Regions from separate parts of the Triticum aestivum genome. Here region 1 is linked to region 2. Evidence: chromatin contacts called from public Hi-C data. All regions are on one chromosome and are shown on one strand. The core of a region is the stretch at or near the end of the contact, and the rest is flanking DNA. Distances in the headings are between cores, read along the strand shown.

Region 1 (7,505 bases), core at 3,364-5,863, 340 kb after region 2:
TACATCTTAGACAACATTTGAGGACGAGATGCTATAATTGCAGATAGGCACTTCGCTGATGCCCGGCGAACCTTCCAGCTTGCATCCTCATCATCTGTGTATTCATCCGCACTCTCACTGGAAGAAAATGTTAAAGATGTTTCAATTACATTAATAGGAACCACAGTTTCTGTATTATAAGAAAGTAACATACTCATCCTCTTCCTCATCCTGTACTTCATCATCAGTATCCTCCTCCATGCTATCAGTGAAATTAGGATCATAGCTTACATATTCCAAAGCAAGATTCAAAATACCCTCACAATATGGGGAAATATCTCTTGGACATCTGAGCATAAAACTCTCAAGGGCCTACAAGATCGGAGGTAATTTATAGCCATAGTGAAGCAACGGTAAGAGTAATCTAAGCTAAGTACTGAACATAAATTCTCACCTGCAAGCTGTACTCACGGAGCTCTTCATCATTTTCTGATGCACTTGTACAATAGTTTATGAGTAAAGGAACAGCTTCAGCAAGGTGTGGTCCAAACCGGTATCCAACTGAGCGACTGTAAGTCAAAATAAATTATATTAGAACTTGAGCTGCACCTACCAAAGCTCTTGTACTTCACTAACATAATTATCGTTGGGTATCATCCAGCAGATTTGTTTATTTTCTAGATATTTTATCAATGTTTGAACTAGCCAAATCTGAAGCTGCATAACTCACACATGCTGTTGCTCATAAAAGCAGTTATGAACAAAAAATTGCGGCACTTGGTTAGGTCAAAGCATATACCTTAGAGCACCAATCATCTGGATATTTGTGCGGGTTATGTCAGACTTTGCCCTTTTAATTTTCAGCAATTTGATAACCTCCAGAGTTGCCTTGGCTAATAGATCATCTGACAAACATGGAGCAAGCGATGCTGCAACATAAAGCGATACATTAGTCACTATAAATAATTAAGATTGCCAATCATTTGCAAGCATTAACAATCAAAATAACTGTAAAATGCAATCAGGTATACCAATGCACGAAACAGACTTCTTTCTGACACTTGCTTGAGTGGAGCTCAGCTGAGTTAAAAGTGCAGTGAGCATATACGCATGATCTTTCGTGATCACGTTGCCGAATCTATGAAGCACATCACTTAATATATCAAGACATTCACATTTAATTTCAGCACTCTTTCCCTGTCAACAAAAGAAAAAATGTATCAAGACAATTGCATTTAATTTAAGAGTATGTTGTACAAACTTCCAGATAATGTCACAAGTAGGCAAAAGAAAAAGGAAGAAGTAATGAACATAAACAAAATGCTGCCAAACTGCCCTAATAAACGGATATATTGGACATTCCCAAATAAATTATGCCAAACTGTGTATGTTGTTTGTTGCTGATTTTCCAGCTAAGAGCCTTCCAGTGTCGAAAAGGATTAGCATCATACTTGTCCCACAGAAGCGATGATAGATGCCATTTATTCCATAAACAACTCCATTAGCTTCTATGTGGTGGTTAAAAACTAAAGCACATAACTTCTATTAACTAGAGAAATCAATATTGACCAACCTGGAAATCCATATTGGCTATTAAACAAACAAACCATAAAAGGTTAAAAAAAGGCACATATTGGGTTTCACTTCTCTTGCCCACAATACGTTGACTCATGATTGCTAACAAGCAGATAACTACAATAGCAACAATGTACAGGTAAAATATATCTGGACCCATACTGCATGACCAAATGAACAAGGTATACAAGTGGTCATTTCCATTGTAAGACGGAACAAATGGATGAGATAGTGAGATACGATGGATACACAGAAAGCTACTCCCGACTTGCACATATGAACACCTTCCCAATTAGAAGGCCGTATGAGGAGCATTAAACCTTAACCAGCAAGCACTGGAAAATTCAATTACCAGACCAAAACTAGACATCTGAATAAATTAATACTTAAAGAGGCCTACAATAACAAAGGGAAATTCTGGCAAGCACGAAACAGATTAAAAACTTACATTGGTGACACCGTTGATTAGCTGCGGGGCAAGAGAAACTAAAATCTTTTCAGAAAGTGACGCCGTAGTAACTTCCACAATGACTGCCTTCAGAGCTATACTAGCAGTATCACGATGTTGGTCCTTCCCATTGAGTAATTTATCACAAAGCTTGTCGGTCATCTCCACTACTCTTTCCTCGTTAACCTTCTTAACAAGTGGAGCCAAGCTAAACAATAAAAGAAATAACAAGAGTAAATGTAGTGAATGGATGTAGGGGAGGTAATACAATTAACCAATTAGGTACCAAATTTCTCTGCAAAAATTTAACCCCACAAATACATAAGGAAAATGAGTGTACTTAAAAAAATAATGTTATTGCAAGCCAATAGCCAATCTAGAAGATAGAAGAGGTATGATGACATCTTCTTAACAAATAATAACAGGCTAATGCATCTGACAGGTACTACAGCGTAGCTAGTATTGTCAGAATGTTCCCAAATTCTAGCAGGAAGGAAGGGATAATCAACAATAACAGGATCTTAACATGCAAAATCCTTACTTCCGCAATAACCGCACCAGAAAGAAATGTGAGCCACAAATGTATACACAGGATAATTTCAATACAAACATGAAGAACGCAAGCATGCCAAACATGAAGAATCGAAACAACGGATTAAGTAATTTTAAAGGAGAAGGTACCATTTCACAGCTAAACCAGAAACATCTCCTGAAGCATCTTCCAGTTGTTGAAGAACAATATTAGTCAACTTTGATTCAAGGTCTTGATCTGCTTTGAAACTCTCTTTGTTCAACTCACTAAGCAGATCTGATGTAGCCATATATCTGTAGTCTTTATCTTTCCCTGTCATCTGAAAGCACATACACGAAATAAAAAATGTTACAAAGCATGAATAAAGAGGAAAAACTGATGATTCCTTTGTAAGAAATGCAAATTAGTATAATGGATACCTTCTCCAATATGCCGGTTATGTTTGTATTCGCCATCGTGCCGAACCTGTGTTCAAGTCCTCTTCACAAATGTATTCAATAGTATCCTAATAAAAAGCAAATTATGCAATGAGACATGTTCAATTGCCAACAGCCTAACAGAATATGTCTTGCTAAGTGCATGGTTTTTAAAGCTGCGCCAAACCAACAGAATCAATGTAGGTGCATTCTGGCAGGACAAGTAAGCTGGATGGAGAAAAAACGGCCAAAAAAAGAATTTAGAACACTCTAATGTGGAGGTCGAACACCTGACGACTCGCTTCACACCAATGTGCCTAGCACATGCGATACGTGTATGTTGTGTTAGTAACGAACATTAGTTACTTATTCGTGCTATTGTGGATAGAGGTCAAAATATTTGCAAAATAAGCAAACAGGGGATTCAAAACACATGATATGAGATTCAGTTGTAGTACACCCTATGGTCTTCTTTTATAGCATAGCAGCACACCAACTAAGAGAAAGAAATTGAAAAGAAGATAAAGAAGGCATAAATCTATACATCGAGCAATTTAAGAACAGAGAAGAATGACATTAGCACTAGTCCATTTGTATACTTTTTAACACCAGCAACCAACCGAAAATAGCACAAACATAGAGTCTCGCGTGTAGACACACCGTGTGTACATCATCCGTGCTAAAGAGTAGTACACAGCGCTGACGCTACTATACAACCATGAATTGAATCACTGGACACAGAGGCCGGGATGGCGACGATGCCCCTAGATCCAGGAGCCTCGTCAGATGGCGCTGGAGCGAACGGAGAAGCAAAACTGGGACACATTGACATTGTTTTGTAATAGGAACCTGAGTAAAAACTCAGGGTAACCATGGTCAGCACCCTGATGTTCAAGCCTGATGCAAGCTACCAAGTCTAGGTGAACCAACGATAATAATATCATCAAACACACATGATTTCCAGATCAGAACCGATGCTCAAGTCCTACAAGCAACTACTAGGCCCAACGACTTGAACAGAAAATTTCAGGTGCAACATCAAAGACATCCTGAGCGCTGGAAAGTCCAGAAACCCACAACTGAGACCTAGCACTAGCAGCAACCGAGCGGAATCAATCGACACAAACCTAGACAGACGAACAGAACCAGCACCAACAGCGTCTCAGACCGGCAGATCTACCCGGCAATCCAGGCACAATCGAGAGGGGTTTGCGCTGCAGCCCACTACCGAGCCGAATCAGCAGTCAAATCCAAACCAGCACTACTAGCATGGAACGAGCGGAACCAGCAACGACGGATCGAGCGAGAGCAACCCTAACGGCGACGGGCGGGGCACCGGCAAGAGGAGGAGCGGTCGGAGGCTCGCGTACCTTGAGGTGGAGGAGGAGGAGGGAAGCTTGCTTGGCTTCGATTCGATCGGAAACTTCTCGGGGGCTCGCCTGGGAGGGGGGGTTGGATGGGTGGGGCGGGGAAGGGAGGGGATGGGGATTTGTAGTCGGCGAGGCCGGCTGCGGTGGCGAGGAGTCCCAATGCCGCACGACGCCCTCCGAAGAACGCTCGGCTGCGGCGCACGAGGGACGTCGCTTGCCGATCGCCGCTGCCGGGGACGGGGAGGAGAGCAGAGCACCGCGCCGGAGCTGAGCACGGGGGAGTGGGGATTTGGGGGAGAGTTAGGGTTCTGGACATATACCCCTTGGGCTGGGCTTGCTGGGCTGGCCAGCGGCACATTTATCTGCGACGGCCCGAACGGATGGCCCATCAATAGTTAAGTCGATAGCATTTGCTAAAAAAAATTACTAAAAAACCTCAAAAGAAATTGTTTGCTCCAAAAAAGACCCTAAGACTACTAAGTACTCCCTCCGTCGACCAGTGTAAAAAACGCTCTTATATCATGGGGCGGAGGGATTACAAGGTAGCTCAGCTTGACTCGTGAACATAACGAGCCCAAACTCGGCTCGACTCATGTAACTCGCGAGCTACCTCGCCTAACTTGTTAAACTCATTATAAATGTGAATAGCAAAAGTATATGTACACACATTATTTAAGCAACTAATCCACAAAAAAGTATTAGTACACACATTCTTCACAAAACCGGAGCAATCAATAATTTACACTAAATAGACATTTGATGCACTCTACAAATGACAATATGGATTCGTTAGTCGTTAGCTCGAGTCGTTGAACTCATTTTATTTTATTAACAAGCTCGGATTAAAACTCGGGTCGATTCGTTAGTCAACAAGTTCGACTCAAGTCGAGCCGAGTCACAAGCTACTCATTTAGCTAATGAGTTTCGAGTTTTCGTTTCAACCCCGTCTGTGCTACAAAAAAAAGTGTTCGTCTATCACATAAAAAAGCAAAAGCATAGCGTTTGTCTACAAAAAGGAAAAAAACTCACATGGACGTCAACGTCGTCGAGATCGACAGTCCTTGGTGTTGGTTGAGATATAACTAATTATTCGGTCGACTGAGAATTAGCAAAACCGAATAAAACAGGTGTGGGTTTTTTGCAACCGTCCAATATTGCATATTGCCAACGGAGTAAATCATTGGTAAAAATCTTGTCTTGTAACAAAACAAAATATCCAGATTTATTTTCGTACTTGTTTTTGTCTGCACACAACCATTTGCCGGTGACGTCTACACCGCTGATGGCCAGCAACCACGAGATACCACCGGCGGCAACACACTGACACTGGCGGACACGTTCGATGAAGAAAGGGCCACGACTTCACCTCACCCGTGGCACGCACAAACCAGTGAATCAAAAGGAGCAGGCGGCACCGATCACTCCACGGCGCGCCCATGCCATGGCCTCCGCCCAGCCCCTCCGCGCCATCAGCCTCAAGGCGTTCGACGAGACGAGGGCCGGCGTCAAGGGCCTGGTGGACGCGGGCGTCACCGCCGTCCCGTCCATCTTCCACCACCCGCCGGAGTCCCTCACCCACGGCGCAAGTCGACCTCATCGCTTCACCGTGCCGGTCATCAACCTGTCATCCGCCGTGGGCACCACCACCACGCGGGCCGCGGTGGTCGCGCAGGTGAGGGCGGCCGCGGAGACGGTGGGCTTCTTCCAGGTGGTGGGCCACGGCGTGCCGGAGGCGGCCACGTCGGCGATGCTGGCGGCGGTGCGGGGCTTCATCGAGGAGCCCGTGGAGGCCAAGGCGCCGTACTACACGCGGGACACCGGCCGGCGTGTGCGGTACCAGAGCAACCTCGACCTGTTCCAGTCGACGGCGGCCAATTGGCGCGACACGCTCTTCATGGAGATGCCGCCGGCGCCCGAGGAGCTCCCGGCGGCGTGCAGGCGCGTCGCGCCGGAGTACGCGCGGCTGGTGCAGCGGCGGCTGGGCCGCGCGCTGCTGGGGCTGCTGTCGGAGGCGCTGGGCCTCCGCCCCGGCCACCTGGAGGAGGAGCACGGGTGCCTGGAGGGGCTCAGCCTCGCCTGCCACTACTACCCGGCCTGCCCGGAGCCGCAGCTCACCCTCGGCACCCCGCGGCACACCGACGCCAGCTTCCTCACCGTGCTGCTCCAGGACGCCGTCGGCGGCCTCCAGGTGCTCGTCGACCTCGAGGACAAGGCGGTGTGGGTGGACGTGCCGCCGGTGGCCGGGGCGCTGGTGGTGAACGTGGGCGACTTCCTGCAGCTCATGTCCAACGACAGGTTCAGGAGCGTCGAGCACCGCGTGGTGTCCAACGGCGTGGGGCCACGGGTCTCGGTGGCGTGCTTCTTCCGGACGGACCGCGCCGCCGCGCCGACGAGGGTGCTGGCGCCGATCGTCGCCGACGGCGACGAGGCGCGGTACAGGAGCACGACGGTGGAGGAGGTCGTCCGGCAGTACTACAAGGTCAAGGGCCTCGCCGGCATCTCTGCACTGCAGCACTTCAGACTCTGAATCTCATGACTGAATCCTCCAAACTTGTATATTCACTCTGCTATGTCTGCTCTGCACCGTCCTCCGCCCATGCCTTTTGAATTTTGGTTGATGCACAAAGCCAAACAGTAACAGGTTGAGTGCTTCATTCAAAAGCAAAACAAATCAAAATATTGGGGTCGGTAAGCTTAACTGAGCCTCGTTTCCATGCGATCGGCCAGAAAGAGCAGAGCAAAAGTAAGAAGCATGAATTCAGAATTTTAAATTTCCAAACGCTTTGTGCCCATCATCACTTCCTCTATGGCCACTCACACAGCCACACTGTCTTTCTATTCTCTAGACTAGAGGAGCCTTTCGGCGAAAGTTGAGCAGTCTGCAGACTAGTTTACCCTGTCCGATGAGCAACTGGCTGTTGATTACATACTGAGAGAGTTTCCTAAGTTCATCAGCTGGGGGGACCGTGCGTCGAACAGCATCGCAAAAGTGCAGCATTTGATCAAAGTGTACCTTTTTTTAGGGTTATCGGAGTGTGCTTTCGAAAGCCAATGTTGAACCATGATAAATATTCTTGAAGAGATCGATGGCATGTCCTTGACGAGGCATCATCATCTTCATGCATGTGCTCTGTTTGGGCTGTCAAGTTTCCACCAGGGTTCACCTTTTCGGTCGAATTTTGGCT
Region 2 (7,127 bases), core at 4,190-6,689:
AGCCCCTCCTCACGAATGGGAATGGCCAGAGCTTCCTGGTTCTTTAGTCCCACCTCGGCCACACAGAGGTGTGAGAACCACCTCTTAAGTGAGCAGTCAGCTGACTGGGCGTGCCAGAATGGAGGCACACCAAGCACACGAGCGCCGTGAGGTGCCTCGTGTTGTGGTGGTTTCGTGTGACCCAAGTGAAAACGAAATTGCTCCATGGACGACACGATCTGCACGATCTACGGACGACACCTTCCTTCCCAACAGCGCTAGGCAGCAGCTTTATAAAAAAACGATTGACTGAAGCGTGCATGCTCGCTGTGGGTGCTGCCACGTTGGATCGTGCAGGCGTCGGGCACAAATGTGCCGTGTGTATAGCAACGCTGAAGTGAAAATGATCGAGGCCACCGTCTAGTTAAGCACGCATATGACAAATATGCTGGGCAATCTTTTTCTTTTTTTTTTACTCTGTTTATTTATGTGTTGCAAACAGCGTTTGATACTTTTCCAATTTAACTGTACATGGCACCAATCCTTTGATGATGATATGCGCATGTGCATGATTGTAAGTTCACTGCAAGCCCGGCCTACATTACTGCTCTCTGTTCACTGCAAGGTTGCTTGTATTCAGAGTATATTAGCTAGGCAAATACTGTAGTTGTCACAATGGAAAGCATCGCATGTCGTTTGTTATTTATTTTCTTTTTCGAGGGAAGATTGCCTGTAGCATGATAAAATAAATTTGCCGGCGCGTCATGGAATCCCAAAAGTATATGCTGAAACTGAATGCGTGTTTTGTTTCCTATCAGATGACCTGAAAATTCAGAAGACGCGGAATTATCTACTATCTGCAGTTCGGAATTCCATTTCCACCAGCTGAAATACCAACCGGAAATCACACAGAAGAGAAGCGCGCGTCGCAAAATCAATGATGAAGCCGTAACTGATTACCATTTCGTGATTGACGTAGCTGTTTGAACAAGAAATGAAACTGCACTGCGATGGAACTGAACTCAAGACAATAAAAACGGAGAAAAAGATGTCACATGATACTGCACACTGAACACCGCCGCCGCCATGAACTGTACCCTGTGCACACAATGGAGTAACAGCTTGACACAGCGTAAAGATTGAGCGATGGTCGAGCTGCGGGTGCTCACACACACCTACACCACGGCCTAAGCCGTTGTACTTGCGAGATGTCGCGGCAGGCAAACAAGCTGATGAATAGCTGAAACCAATGTTGGAGATGCTCTTGGTGAAGTGCGGCAGCAGGGTTCCGGAGAGAGTAAATCACGCCATCGTTCACTTTTTTTTTCCCGAGAAGATCGCCATCGTTCACCTGATGTGCACATCAGTGAGGTTTTTTTTTTTCTTTGAGGCAAGGTTTTTTCTTTTCTTTTGAGCAACTGCACATCAGCTAGTGAGGTGACCACAATCACTGCAGTGCTTCCATTCGGCCCAGCCCAACAGCAGCTGCTCACTACCCACGGCCTTCAGTCCTCAGTCACGAACAGAGCAGCAGAATGGCCAGAGTTTCTTCTGTTCTATTAGTCCCACCTCCAGCTGAGTGTGTGTGCCCAAATGGAAGCACACCCAGCGCGCGAGAGCCATGAGCTGCCTCGTGTCGTGGTGGTAACATGTGCGGCATGCACATATAGCTTAATAACCCAAGGATTAATGATAAAGGCCACCGTCTAGCTAAGCAAGCATATGACAAATATGCTCGGCAATCTTTTTTTTTAACCTTTTTTATTAGCTATAAGCAGCAAACAGGCCAAAATTTTCAAACATATTTCAAGTACAGGAGATTGCTTGCACTCAATTTTTCAAACATATTTGAAGTACAGAAGATTGCCTGTACTCAGTTTTTCAAACACATTTCAGGTAAAGAAGATTGCTTGTATTCAGAGTATATTAGCTAGCCAAAGAGTGGTTTAAGAAACACATCGTTTGTATTTATCTTTCTTTTCGAGGAAGATTATCTGTACTGTAGCATGATAACATTTGCCGGCACGCCATGGAATTCGAAGATCATGCTGCTTCCTATCCATATGTTCAAGATGTGCATACTCCAGACTACCTGAAAATTGCAGCTAGATATGCCTACTCCAGACTGCCTGAAAAATTCAGAAAACGCATAACTAGCTATTCAGATTGCCTACTTCGGACTGCCTGAAAATTCAGAATTCTGTTTCCATGAGCTCAAATACGAACCGGAGATTGCACGGAAGAAGAGAAGCGCGCAACACATAACTGGTTGCCATTTCCTGATTGACATAGCGGTTCCAACAAGCAATGAAACTGTATTCTCTGTATAGTTACCATTTACTGCATAAAGTGAACCGAAGACAATGCAAACAGAGAAAAAATTATCACATGATGTTACCAATGAACACCACCACCACCACCAACATGAACTACACACACACTGGAGTAACAGTTGGACACAACACGAAGATCGCATGATGACCGAGCAGCGAGCACTCACGCCTACACCATGGCCTAAACCATTGTACTCATGAGATGTCGCAGCAGGCGACCACGCCGAATGACTGAAACATTTTCTCTCCTCAGTGGAAGCTTGACGGCGCGGCCATCTTGGCGTCTTTCTCCTTGCCGCCGTCGTCAACGTTTGACACCGAGTAGTCCTCGTCCTTGACGGCCAGGAGCACCAGGACCGCCAGCAGCGGGTAGCTGACGGTGCACAGCCCCCAGTTCACGATCAGCTGCGACAGCAGGGACGTCTTGTGGGTGTCCACCTGCCATGCCACGGCCGCTCCTGCACTCTGCACACCCTTGTAGAACCCAACGTATCTGCAACAACAGAAGTTGAAATTTTATTCAGACAATTACTTGATATATTGACCAGCACCGATTGCATACACTTTTGTTCAGAAGAGCAATTTTATTGACCAACACCAACACCAAATGCATTATGCATGAGGATACAGCATGTTAAGAATGATGCATGAGACTGTTGAGACTTGAGAAAGGATTACTTACACACCAAGGCCTCTTCACAGTTCACACACAGGAAGGACCATTTTAGTTTATTTCTTAGGACCAGCCTACGGAGAGCAACGTTGTGAATTTATTCTAATATAAAAGAGAAGGAAAAGGTAGCTGGATAAGAAGAATCCTTATCCATCACAACCTATGTGCTGGTATCAAATTTATTGGTGTAAGCACCAAACCTGAATGAGCACTCTTTCGTCTAAGGATGCCTAACCGCCGCATCGATCATTCATTCATTCATTCCGGGGTTTCTATCAGCAGCGGCAGATTTTCTGATGCATTAAATTGGGCAAGAATTTCTGAAGATGGATAGCACTAGGTTTGAGACAGCAAACAAGACTCTGACATGTAATTCCAAAAGGGGGAAAAGTGAGACTGAAATGTTGCTTCCCCTGTAATCAGATTTTGGAAGGGGGCAGAGTTCAGAAGTCAAGGCATCCTTTTGCCTTAACTAGTATCTGCCGTGATGGTCATGGACTCATGGTACTTGAACCACCCCAGGTCATCACACTCACTTGAGTTAAGTGTAGTACTAGTATTTCACACGAAAAAGATGACCCCCTTTCCAACCACAGGGATGATGATTCAGATGCCATGTTTTCATATCAAATCTAGCCGTGTGAAGTCAGTGGACTCTCCCTCCAAAGTTTATGGAGTGTCTTATCTAGTACTCCCTCTGTCCCAAAATATAAGAACGTTTTTTGCACTAGTATAGTGTAAAAACGTTATTATATTTTGGGACGGAGGGAGTAGTGTACTTTGAAACTTTCCTAAAGCAGAGTCTGCTTCTGCTACAAAACAGAGTGAGAAGCATGAGAAGAAGAAGAGAGATGTTCTTCTATCAAATCAAACAGTGGATTCTACAGCTAAATTCAGCACTACAAATTTAAAGAATCCCATTTATCCGTGTTAATACTAACTTCACAGTTAACCAATTCAAGTACAGTAGTATTATATCTGAAACAAGGTTAAGATTAGTCATTAGTACTCCATACCTATCATGTTAAATTGTTGCCAATCCAAAACCTGTTAGGAAATTCAGCAGGCATGTACTACTGCATAAATGGAGAGTGTCTAAGTACCTGCTTAGGATCTGTGAGTCGTTTGCGAGGGCGCCGATGATCCAGTAGATGAGGCTCTGGAAGATGGCGTCCATGAGGCCGTAGCTGAAGTAGAGCAGGAATGGCCCGGCGTAGCGGCGGCCCTCCTTGAAGTCGATCTTGTCGGGGAATTCGCCGTCGAGATACCTCAGCTGGTTGGCGAGGCCGCCGGCCCAGATGGCGGTGCCGAGGAGGGCGACGGCGGCGACGCCCATGAGGCCCCTCTTCCGGCGGCTGGCGAAGCCGAAGTCGAGGAAGTATCCGATGCCGGCGGAGCCGATCATCTGCGCGCCCCAATAGAAAACATTGTTGAGGCCCTTGGTCCTCAGGGTGAAGAGGAGGCCATTGACGTTGTTGAACTGGTAGGTGTAGAAGAAGTTGCTGGCCCATGCGGCGGGCAGGATGAGCAGCATCCTCCAGTTGGTGAAGAGCTTGAGGATCTCCCACCCCTCGGTGGACACCGAGGAGTAGGTGACCCTGGTGGCGCGGGTGCCGTCGTCCCGGACGATCCTGGCGGGGGGGAGGACGAGGAAGGTGAGCGCGGCGCCGAGGAGCATGAAGCCGATGAAGGCCCCGTAGGTGGCGTCGTTCACGCTGCCGGCGTCGGTGCGGGCGTAGTTGAAGGAGAAGGGGAGGAGGCCCCCCAGGACGCCGCCCAGGTTGAAGAGGCACCAGAAGAGCGAGATGTAGCTGCCCCGGCGGTTGGGCGGCGGGTAGGAGGTCATGATGGCGCCCTGCGCCGCCCAGAGCAGGCCCGCGCCGGCGCCGAGCAGCGCGCCGGCGATGATGGGGAACGTCTGGGACTTGCGGTGGTTGTAGTAGAGGAAGGAGGCGGCGTAGAGCGGGTAGGTGAGGGACCCCAGGAGCAGCGTGAGGCGCGGGCCGAGCAGGTTGTGGGCGGCGCCGCCGAGGACGCCGAAGATGGCGAAGCAGGCGTAGAGCGCCGTGTTGGCGTTGTCGGCCGTGGTGTGGTCCAACTGCCCGCCCCCGCCCAGCCCGGACAGCGCGTTGAACATGCCCGGGCAGCAGAAGCACACCAGCCCGATCAGCGACACCTGGACCAGCGGCGAGTTGTACCGCAGGCCGGGGGGAGGCGGCGCCGTCGCCTCCGTCCCCTGCTCCTGCGGGGACCCGGCCTCCGGCAGCTCCGTCGACACGGCCATTTCGTCGCTCCGAATGGGTCGGCCGGCGGAGAGGAGTGAGGACGGCAGCTGATGGGTGGAGACAAATCGGCGGGGACGAAGGCGAGGTGGAAGACGATCGGCGGAGGTGGCGGTATTTATAGATGGGATCTTGGTGGCTCCTCTGTTTTGATTCTGTTGCGAGAAGGGGGAGAAAGAGACGGCGACATTGAGGAGGAGCAGAGGGCGACATTTGGAGCATCATTAGTCAGTGATGATTGCATTTATTCAGTATATTTGGGAACTTAATTACTACCCATTTATCAGTTCAAATATGTGCGTCGTCTTTAATATGGATATTTATTTGGCGAAGTAATAAGCAAAGATTGTTACTACAAAGTTTTTTCTTTTTTTGAAATTTTCGAAAACATGTTCGACGTGGCAAAAAGAAAAAAAGACCGTAATAGCTGGCGACCGTTCGTTGTGAGGGGTGGTATTGCAAACGTTTTTGCTGACAGTTTTTTCAGAGACACATGGCAATTTTTTTAGATACGCATGACGGTTTCTGGAAAGAAGAAAGTTTTTGCGGCAAAAACAAGCAGAATTAGCCATCTCCTACCACCTAAAAATGCCTTAAGAAATTGTTCGCTTGTCACCCCCCTCCCAGGAAACATTCACCGGTTAGTATTTCTGAAAAAAGAGCCCCAATCAAAATTTGGATTTTTTTTTGTTTCCATTTATTCGTTTTGGTGCGGTGAAGGGGGAGACGAACGAATTTTGAAGGTAGGATTTTCCACATTTGGTTTGGAGCATCATCATCATCGCCAATTGGAATGCACACTGAATTAAATTTTGCGAGATATGGCATTCTATTTTCATAAGTTCTTATTACAATTCATCATGATCTCCATAACACATATGCGAGTTGGAAGGAGATTTGTGCACACACGAGATGAGCCGACAGAGATGAGAAGGGGTGAAAGATAGGAGAGTCGAATATTGCGATTTGAAGAATCACCAAACTACACATAGTAAACACTTATTAATTTTCACAAGGGATATTCCGGCATTTTAACAATGGTGCACCCCTATGTGAATATAGCATTAAAAATATATTAGAAATTTAAAAAAAATCTAAAATTTTGTAATATGAAACTGGGTGCCCGTTGTACACCCATGTTCAATTTCGTGGGGAATGGGTGCCCATGTTAATGTTAGTAAAAAGGACAAACAAGTCGTATGTATAGAAAAAAAATTGGATGCAACATATGTCTGTAATTCCCACGCCATGGATACCACGGGCACCCATTCCCTGTGAAAATGAAACAGGTGTATTTCTGATTTTTTTTTTGAAATTTTCTGATATTTTTTAATGCTAGTTTCATATAGGGGTACGTGACACTCGGGCGCTCCAATGCATTTCCCACAAAGGCACACAACCTTATCCCTGTCAAAGATCCATCCTACATTGATAAATATGACTTGGCAGTGGGGCCAGCAAGAACAGCGTCCCAACATCCCCTTGTTCTTTATTTGGAGGATCGATGTTCCTCCATCGAACATTGCTTGGTTGATTGCCACAAGGACGCAGGGCTGAGATTCTTGGTCCTGCAATTTTGGAATTTTGCTCGCAACTTGCAGCTAGCTGCGTCCCTGTCCTTCCTAGTGAATCACCTTCGCCCGTTGTTTGTGGCATAGGACAAATACACCCAGCTAATCATAGATCCATAGGGAGAGGGGGTCGTAATCCTGGCTAGCTTTCACCGTTAGGGGCAGCTAGCTGGTTAATCATGCAGGCTAACACGAGGTTAGTAGAGTCCAAGATGGACCTTTCCTCGACTCCGTCTGACAAAGTGACAAGCTGTAGCTTCTTATACTAGTTAATTGCAGAATGCTCCCA

Evidence for each region. Hi-C and Micro-C count contacts between places; a contact is called where the count stands out from the background.
Region 1: a Hi-C map of leaf shows a contact between it and region 2, with 4 times the contacts expected there. The contact joins the promoter of LOC123187067 here to the promoter of LOC123187056 in region 2. A contact is called at or near these places in 3 of 5 Hi-C or Micro-C datasets (all in leaf).

Annotation. Positions count from the first base shown.
Region 1 is chr2A:19,019,086-19,026,590 of IWGSC CS RefSeq v2.1, forward strand. It overlaps LOC123187067 (cullin-associated NEDD8-dissociated protein 1), which reads right to left and starts at 4,614. Exons shown (of 29, transcript XM_044598829.1): 1 at 4,321-4,614; 2 at 2,954-3,039; 3 at 2,684-2,853; 4 at 2,003-2,210; 5 at 1,011-1,176; 6 at 779-908; 7 at 434-548; 8 at 194-351; 9 at 1-117. The coding sequence starts at 2,989. LOC123187068 (1-aminocyclopropane-1-carboxylate oxidase homolog 1-like) reads left to right here and starts at 5,578. Exons shown (of 1, transcript XM_044598830.1): 1 at 5,578-7,018. The coding sequence starts at 5,663. The coding sequence ends at 6,847.
Region 2 is chr2A:18,675,654-18,682,780 of IWGSC CS RefSeq v2.1, forward strand. It overlaps LOC123187056 (UNC93-like protein 1), which reads right to left and starts at 5,440. Exons shown (of 2, transcript XM_044598816.1): 1 at 4,089-5,440; 2 at 2,275-2,805. The coding sequence starts at 5,269. The coding sequence ends at 2,562.